Regions from separate parts of the Mus musculus genome. Here region 2 is linked to region 1. The links are chromatin contacts, called in public Hi-C maps. All regions are on one chromosome and are shown on one strand. Each heading gives the region's core, a stretch centred on a gene start, on an enhancer-like site or on the middle of the called end of the contact. The rest is flanking DNA. Distances are from core to core; before and after follow the strand shown. Region 1 overlaps Gm33248 (a long non-coding RNA gene). Region 2 has its middle 19 kb from the start of Gm39095.

Region 1 (4,230 bases), core at 266-2,765:
CCTAGAAGTCTACTAGTCTTCTCCTCGTTGCATTCAGAACAAGATGTAGAACTCTCAGCTCCTCCAACACCATGTCTGCCTGGGTACTGCTATGCACCACCCCCACCCCTAGATAATAATGGACTGAACCTCTGAACCTGTAAACCAGTCCCAATTAAATGTTGTCCTTTATAAGAGTCATGGAGTCTCTTTACAGCAATGGGAACCCTAAGAGAGTATCCTTTAGACCAAGCATCTTGAGCTCTCTTTATCTTTTCTAAAAACCTCTAACATCCTCTAGAAGAAATTCTCTAGGCCTTAAAGCAAGCACTGCAGGAGAGGGGTATGCCCTTAGTGCTGGAAGTGAGTATGGAGAAGGGTAGCAGGTTCGGCTCAGGCATGTGTCTGGGCAACAGTGCCAACACTCCACAAGTCCAAGCTAATGTCCCCCATACCTTCTGTGGATATGAGATTGCTCCAGAAGATATTAGCATTCCCAACCCCTGATCTATGGTGGAGGACAGATACACTTTATCTTTATAGTAAAACCTTGTAAGCTGCAGAGACAACTACAGAGCAAAAGGGTCAAAGGCAGCAATCTCCTCAAAAATGAAGTTCATGCCAGCCATGGGCAGAAGAGGGCATCCAGAGACCTGCCTGCCACAGTGCCAAAAGGGGGAAGATGTCTAGAGACCCATCTGGCTCCACTTCATGCTGCAGCCCTGGTAAGATGAGGACACCAAGAGGCCAACCTGCTGCCACACCACACAGGTGGGCTGTAGATACACAGAGCCCTGCCATAGCCACACCACACAGCATGAGCAGAGGGAGGAGAGCCAGATACTCACCAACCACATTACCTGTCCACTGTGGGAGCCGTGACAATGCGAGTATGTAGTGGACAGATAGCAGACAGAAATGTTGAGCAGTTTGAGCATTAGGAAGAGATGTAGAACTGAAGATGCATAGAGGAACAGCCTGATGTGCCACCTGAAGCCATGGTGAGGTCCTAGCCTATGCTGCCCCTGAGGGCAACGTCTTGATCTGTGTCAATGTCCATAACTTATATTACCACTAAATATCATGTGGCCATCCCTGGTCTGGGCTACTGCCTGTCAAAGAGCTGTGCAGGGCTGACCCTGCCCCTCAATGGAGGTAGCATTCTGGAGCACTGTCCCTACCCCTCACCAACTGCAGCCTTTGTGAGAGTGGCCTGTACCTCACCTGGGCAGCACTGTAGAACTGGCCCTGATGGTGAAGGCACTGGTGAGCCAGCCCCAAGGGTGTGAATGCAAGAGAACTGTTCTAGCCCCTCATCAACTACAGCACTTGGGAGAGTGGGTCCTGCACTGAGACTGGGAGGCACAGTAGAACTGGCTCTGGTGGCTTGGGGCTGGTGAGCCATCCCTGAGGGCAGGATAGCAGGAGAGTTAGCCCTGCCCCTGAAGGCTGCAGCATTGGGTGAGCTAGCTCGGGCAGTACTAGAGAGCTCCAGCAATGGCATGGGTGTGGGAGAGCTCGCAGGCAGACCCACTCAGCTACCACCCAGGCCCAGGTGGAGGGCTTTGAGTCAGCTCACCCCATAATCTACATCATCTGCGAACTACTGGAGCGTGTGAAAGGGCCAGTCCTGCAACCCCAAAGCTGCAGGATCTCTATGACACAGGGCAACAACAGGATAACTGAGAGGAGTCCCAGTGAGGATCCAGTATTGATGGTGGCACAGAAGCCAGAGGCCTGGAACCAGACCAATGACTCATTTTAACGAACATTTGCAAGTGAAGTTGTGCGGACAGAGGGATACACTGTGAGACACACTATGACACAATACAGCTTCCATGATGAGATGTTCTCTATGCTTTGTTTTGTTTATTTTTTAAAAATTTTCTTTTTTGGGAGGGAGGACATTAAGAGACAGGGGAGATGAGTGGCATTGAGGTATAAATGTCAAAATCACAGAGTCAATAAAACAATAAAAAATAAAATAAAATTCACAAATGTGGTCCTAAGTTTATTATGATTGGAGCAATAGAAAAGATCATAACACACAATTACCAAAAAATAACTCCAATTTTAAATTTCATATACCTCCATAATATAGTACTTCCTGTTTCTTTCAAAATTCACCATCAGAGAGACTGCATGGTGCAACAAAAGCAGGCAGCCACTAAATGCTTGACTGCTCTTCTGCTAGAAAGAGGGAGTCACATTAGGAATGAATGTGTTTAATCTCAACAAATGGGCAGCCTAGGAAGATTGCTTGGCTCCATCTTCACAGACAGAGTGGAATGGGAGGCCGTGTACTGGGAACACACTCGTTTGTCTAGAAAAAGCGCTCTTAACCTTTTCTCACACTGATACATAATTTCAGTTCTCTGATCAGTCCACCATACAACGATACGTGTTACCCTAAAGGTCAGGTGTCTTATTAGATTCTCTTCATCACTTTACTGAAACAGTAAGCCAAACAAAGCATGCATTTACCCTGATTCCTTAATGCAAATATATCTATAAGACCAATATCATAGTTATGTTACTATTTGAGGGTGTTTTACATAGTTCTTCACAGTAGCAGTGTAGTCCCTAGCATGATGGGATTAAGGATGCAAAACCTTTAGGAGGTAAAGCCTTGTGAAAGGTTATTATTGAAGGCATTAACAGTAGAAGGGAGGAACGTAGCTTTCTTAAGACCCCTGTGTTATGTTTTGTATGTTTGTCAGGTTTCATTTATGCTGTGATAATATGCCCTGACAAAAAGCAACTTAGGGGAAGAAAAGTCTTGTTTTAGATTACAATTACAGTTACAAGTTATAGGTATAGTGAACCGCTGTGGGAATATCAAGCAGGAACATTTAATAGCCACGTGTATCATAGCCACAGCAAAAGCCAAGAACAGAGAGAAATGATTGTATCCATCCTGCTTGCTTACCTGTGCCCAGCTCGATTTCTCCGTTCCTATACATTCAAAACCCTCTGCCTAGGGGATGATGACGCCCACAGTGGACTGAATCATCCCATATCAATTAACTTAATTAAGTGATTCTGTGTTGTGTTAACTTGGTAAAGATAAACTATCACAGATCTGTAAATCCACCCCTCCAGCCCTGCCACACGCACATCAAGCTCATGTGTTTAAATACTTGATCATCAGCTGCTGTCACTGTTTGGGGACCTAAGGCCTAGCTTGGTGAACTTGGCCACGAGGGATGGGACTTTGAAGATCATATTTATATCCAGTTATGGCCCAAGAACTTGTTGCTTCCTAGTTGGTGCCAAGTCATGTCATGGATGAACTACCTGACGTGCTTTTTCTATCATGTACACAACCGTACCTCTCAAACTGTAGTTAAAATAAACCTATTCTCTCTTGAGTTCGTTCTAGATCATATGAAAATGTCGCTGGTCTAGATCCCATGAGCGTAGGTTGTTACACAAAGAGTAAACCTGGTCCCTGAATCTCTCTTGCTCCCTAAGTGGCCATGTGATCTCTCTATTTCATGCATATCCATACATAATGCTGCCCTCCACAATGTGACAGAGGCAGAATGCCCTCACCAGAGCTGAGCAGATGTTAGCACTATTCCAAAATTAATTGTAAGCTAAATAGACCTCTTTTTTTTTTTAGAAATAAAATAGCCTCAGGGATTTTGTTATAACACAAAATGAACTAAGGCATCTATCTACTTGGGTGATATGGCTGAGCAGAGAACCGCAGAGATGCACAATACCATAAAATGTTATTTTCCAATTACAGGGCACAACATATGTGCATATCCTCTATAACATACATAGCATGAAATGTTAAAGAACTAGGAAGTTGCAGGGTTTGAGTACCTGTTATCTTTGACTTTAATAGAACATGGCACTTGTAACTTGATTTTTAATCTGGCTTTGTTTAACCAGCTTACAAAATCCTCTTAAGTTCAGCACTCAAATGCCAGGCCACAAGGAGGCTTCTTGGACCTAGCTCAGGTAGTGAGGGGCAGGAGGAAGGTAGAGAAAAAGAGGCCTGTGTGGAAAATACAGAGACTAGGCCCTTGCTCCAGGATGCCAACCTGTGGTAAAGCCAGAAGGAACAGAGAGGAAGCTTAGCCTGATCTTGTAAGGGAGACCCTGAGAGAAGGTAGGAGGACTGGGGAGGGGTCTGGGTCTGAGGAGCTAAACTTTAAGGACCTCTTATTCCTCAGCAATGGCAGTGCAAGGGTCAGGCCCCTCCCCTGGCATCACTAACTACTGCCTCATTTCTTCTCA
Region 2 (4,346 bases), core at 285-2,784, 130 kb before region 1:
TCCAGCCCAGAATGCAGCCATTCTGGATAGTGGACTGGAGAAGAGAGATGGTGCCTCCATCTTTAGTCACTAATTTCCTCACTTTAGGATCACTTATTCATGTCTGTATTCTGGTAATCCTGAGGCCTCAACCCAGGGCCTCATGCATACTAGGCAAGCAGTCTGCCACTGAATAATGTCTCCAGCTTTTAGTATGTTTTATTTTGAGACAGGGCTTTGGTAAGTTGTCTAGGTGGGCCTTGAATCCACTCTGTAGCCCTAGTAAGCCTTGAACTTGTGACTTTACATCAGCCTCTCAAAGAGCCTGTACCACCATGTCTAGGCAGGAAGTATTTACTGAGCATTTACTATTGTCTTCTGAGGACAAAGGACAAACAAGATATGGTTCATTTCTCATGGTGCTTCTAGTCTAGCCAGGGAACCATGACGGCTGCTGGGAAGAAGGCAGGGGACAGGGACAAAAGAGCAGAGCAAACGACTGCTCGGGTGCTTCTCCTTGGGTGGTCAGCAGTCATCTCTCAGGGAGAAGGAGTAGAATGGAGGCCACTCTGAATGGGACATCGGATTGGATTTAGCATCATCATGAAAATAAACACTGGACATGTCTGGGAGGGATTTTCTTGATGATACTTCTTGAAGTGGGAAGACTGACAGTGTGGGCACCATCTCATGCTGGGGCCTGGACTAAAGAAAAAGAAGCAGTGAATGCCAGCATTTCTCTCCCTCTCCCTCTCCCCCTCACCCTCCCCCCTCTCTCTCTGTCCCCCCTCCCCCATCTGCTTCCTGACTGCAGAGGCACTGCATGCAGCCAGCTGCCTCAGACTCCTGCAGCCATGCTTTCCCTAGGGTGATGGGCTGCACTCACAAACTGAGCCAGACAATCTCCTCCTTCCCTGTCATCTTCTGGCATAGTTGTTTGGGGTTTTGGTTGGTTGGTCGGTTTGGGCTGTGTGATTGTGTGCAGTGTATGTGTGGTGTATGGTTACACAGGCATGGCGGTGCAGAGGCCAAGAAGGATATCTAGTATCTTGCTATATAACTCTCCCCTTAGTCCCCTGAAACATGGTCTCTCGCTGAACCCAGAACTAGGCTGATAGCCAGTAACCCCTAGTGATCTTCCTGTCTCTGCCTCCTATTGTCCTGGGGTTGCAAGGATCCACAAAGCCACACCCAGCTTTTCATATGGGTGCTGGCAATTTGATTTCCAGTTCTCATCCTTATGCTTACATAGCAAGTGCTCCTCCCCTCTGGGCTATCTTTTGTCCCAGCTGTAAAGGACCTCACACGTTCATGCATTACTCTAAGTGGCTGTCACAGCACCTCGTTGCTCAGAGCTAAGTCTGGACTCATCATTTCTCCCTAGGGCCACTATGCAATCTATCAATAGATATGGCTGAATGCGCCTTCCATGTGGACTCCAGCCTTACCTCCTGCTATTGGTCTGTGCCAAGCCCTACTCCCCTGGACTCTGCAGCTCTGAGCTTTCGCTCTCAACCACTAACAGTCACGCTTGACATAGCCTTTGGAGTGGCTGCTTGAAATAACACAACAACCAAACAGTAAAACTGGCCAGTACCTTCTTACACACTTGCCCCCCTACCCCCACCTGTACAGGAAGTGCTTGTCTGAGCATCAATGACATTTTTACAATAGTTGTATGTACTATCCCATGACAGAACTTCTTAAAACCAGCACAGTCTACCAAAAAAAAAAAATCACATAGCAAAGGCAGCTGCATGGCTTGGGGGTAAGAAGGCACAACACACATAAACCACGTGTGTGAGATGTTTGGAAGGAAAGGCAACCTAATGAACGGTTGCAAGATTGGACACATAGTATGTGGTTCAGCAATTCATAAACATAGCACTTCATCCGGAAAAGACAGGGCGCGCTGGAGGAGCAAACAGGGTCAGTCAACCCCTGAGAAGCGGAGGAAGGAACTTTATTTGAGGTGAGGAGTCTTAAGTCCTGGGATCATGGCAGTTGGTGACTAGAGGTCATTGGTAAAACTGGCTGAGCAGTCAGTAGTAGAAGAACTAGGTTTTGGCACTAGCTAGACTCTTTGGGCTCAAATGCTAGAGTTCTGGCCACTACTCTCTGGAGGTGTCCCCTCTTCCTGAAAGCACGTGATCCATCACATTTGTTTTCTAGTCTTGGGCCAACATGAGCTCTCTAACCCTATCACTTCCCATCATCTTCCCATCACCTCTCAGGCCTCAGCATGGGCCCCTCAATATTTCTCCCCTCCCCATGCAGGCTGCTGTGTTTACACTGTTACCCAGAACCACCTTCTCCAAAATATTTGCTGGGCAAATGGCTTCATTTACTTTGGGTTTCTACCAATCTCTGGTAACCAGAGAGGCCCTATCTAGGTGCCTTAAGTAGACAGGGAGTATCCACAATGCCCATTTTTGTTCTCAGTATTTAATTTTCTACAAGTGACTTATTGGTATGTACAATATTGACTTATCTTTATTCTTTCCTCATTTCCCCCCATTTTGGGTATATACCATCTGTTTTAGTTTAATTCCGGTTGCTGTGGTCAAACACTCTGACCAAAAGCAACTTTGGGGAGGAAAAGAGTTTTTTTAGCTTACACTTCCAAGTCACAGTCTGTTACGGAGGGAAGTCAGGGCAGGCACTCAAGCATGAAGGCAGGTCGGCTTGCTGTTCCACGCAGTATTACCTCCAACTAAGGAACTCATTTCACAGCCAAACAACTATAGCAGGAACCATGGGGAATGATGCTTGCTAACTTGCTTCTGGGATGGCTTATATTCAGCTAGCTTTCTTACAGTTCAGGACCAATTACATAGAGTGTGTGTACTTACCACAAGGGGCTTGGCCTTCCTACATCAAATAACAATCAAGCCACCCCCACCCTTTGGCCAATAGACATACCCACAGGTCATCTTGATCTAGGCAATCCCTATTGAGGCTTTCCTCTCAGATGACTCTAGGTTCTGTCAAGTTGACAGTTAAAGCTAACTAGACAGCACCATCACCCCTTGATAAGACCATAAGCAGCATGTGATAAAGTGCTCTGATTGCAGGTTCTCCCTCCACCTACGTGGCTTCTGTGGACTGTTGCCTTTGGGGTCAATTCAATAGCCAGAAGCCCAAACGCCAACCAGCAGGTCACAGAACATGGTAGCAAAAATGAAGGGGAAAGGAGGGAGAAGAAAACCATCCAAACTTCCTATCCCTTTCCCTGGAGAACCTGAGAATCATCAGCAAAGATAGCTTCACAACTCAGGTAAAAATGGGTCTGGATAAGACCTGTAAAAACATTCAACATCAGGACCGGGGTATAGTAACCCTGATTCTGACAGCATGAGATTGAAAATGCTGTCCTCATAAAATGATTCCCCATAGATTGTCTCAGTGGGAAAATGATGGTTGCCATGACAAGGATAATGATGTATGTATATGTATGATGTATTCATGGGGGATGCATCATGGTACAGACAGCAGGTTAAATGCTTTGTATGGCCTGGTTCTTTAAATTCCCAAAGCAGGATCAGAAGAGCAAGATGAAAGTTGCAGATACTGCATTTTGTAAATAAGGAGAAGGAAGCTCAGACTAGGAGAGTGACTTGGCTGAGATTAAACAGCAGAATAAGGATTTGAACTGGGATGTCACCAATTCAAAGGGCACTTGCTCACTGAATTGTCACATTACCTATAATGGCCTTGTATGCAACAAGGAGAGCAGAATTGTAAAGCATGTCTAAATAAGAAGGTTAGTGATGTGCCCAAGACAGGACAGCGATGACAATGTCCTTACTTCCAAACATAAGTGTCCTTATTACACGCACAATCTGTCATGGCAGAATGTCCCTTGCAGAGGTAGCCATCTAAGGTGAACAGAGGTTGAGCCTTTTATCTTCAAAGAATTAAGTCTGGGGAACTTTTTCCAGTGAGAAAGATGTTTCCTAGTATCCTCAATATCTGGGAACAATAACCGTTGCTTTCTCAACAACTGAAATGTGACAGATATCTGAGTAATTACCTGTCTATTTGGTAAGCCTGCACTACTACCCATATCTGAGGGGTTATTCCATGCTGATTCCTTGTCACAGCTCAGAAACTTTCCCCATCTAAGCCTTGGGACAGAACAAGCAGGGCATCTGCTTCTGCTGCTGCCACATCTCACACACAACCACAGTAGCAGCAGTAACGACACCCAAAGCATGAGCTGGGGCAGTCAAGCTTTTGGCTGAGCGCATCCCTGGCAGAACAGCATGGCTTTTCCTGAGTTCCTTCTCTCCATGCGGGAGGGCGGGCCACCTTAGGTTGTTCCTGACCAGGATACATCTGATGACTCATCTCCCTCCTGGGGACAG

What was found. A called contact is a pair of places that touch in the nucleus more often than the background predicts.
Region 2: a Hi-C map of nephron progenitors shows a contact between it and region 1, with 2.1 times the contacts expected there. The contact joins two enhancer-like sites. A contact is called at or near these places in 1 of 15 datasets of contacts at CTCF or cohesin (large pre-B cells), 3 of 484 Hi-C or Micro-C datasets (cortical neurons, nephron progenitors and stem cell-derived germline stem cell-like cells), 1 of 115 datasets of contacts at active chromatin or transcription factors (large pre-B cells) and 1 of 9 other capture datasets (embryonic stem cells).

Annotation. Positions count from the first base shown.
Region 1 is chr7:129,694,051-129,698,280 of GRCm38.p6, reverse strand. It overlaps Gm33248 (a long non-coding RNA gene), which reads right to left. Exons shown (of 3, transcript XR_378521.3): 3 at 1,863-4,230. Among named protein-coding and RNA genes, the nearest start is that of Gm33248, 29 kb to the right of the region's middle. Within about 2 kb of position 1,515, at least 5 of the 459 cell types and tissues checked have an H3K27ac peak or open chromatin away from gene starts, as enhancers often do.
Region 2 is chr7:129,827,214-129,831,559 of GRCm38.p6, reverse strand. No RefSeq gene overlaps it. Among named protein-coding and RNA genes, the nearest start is that of Gm39095, 19 kb to the right of the region's middle. Within about 2 kb of position 1,534, at least 10 of the 459 cell types and tissues checked have an H3K27ac peak or open chromatin away from gene starts, as enhancers often do.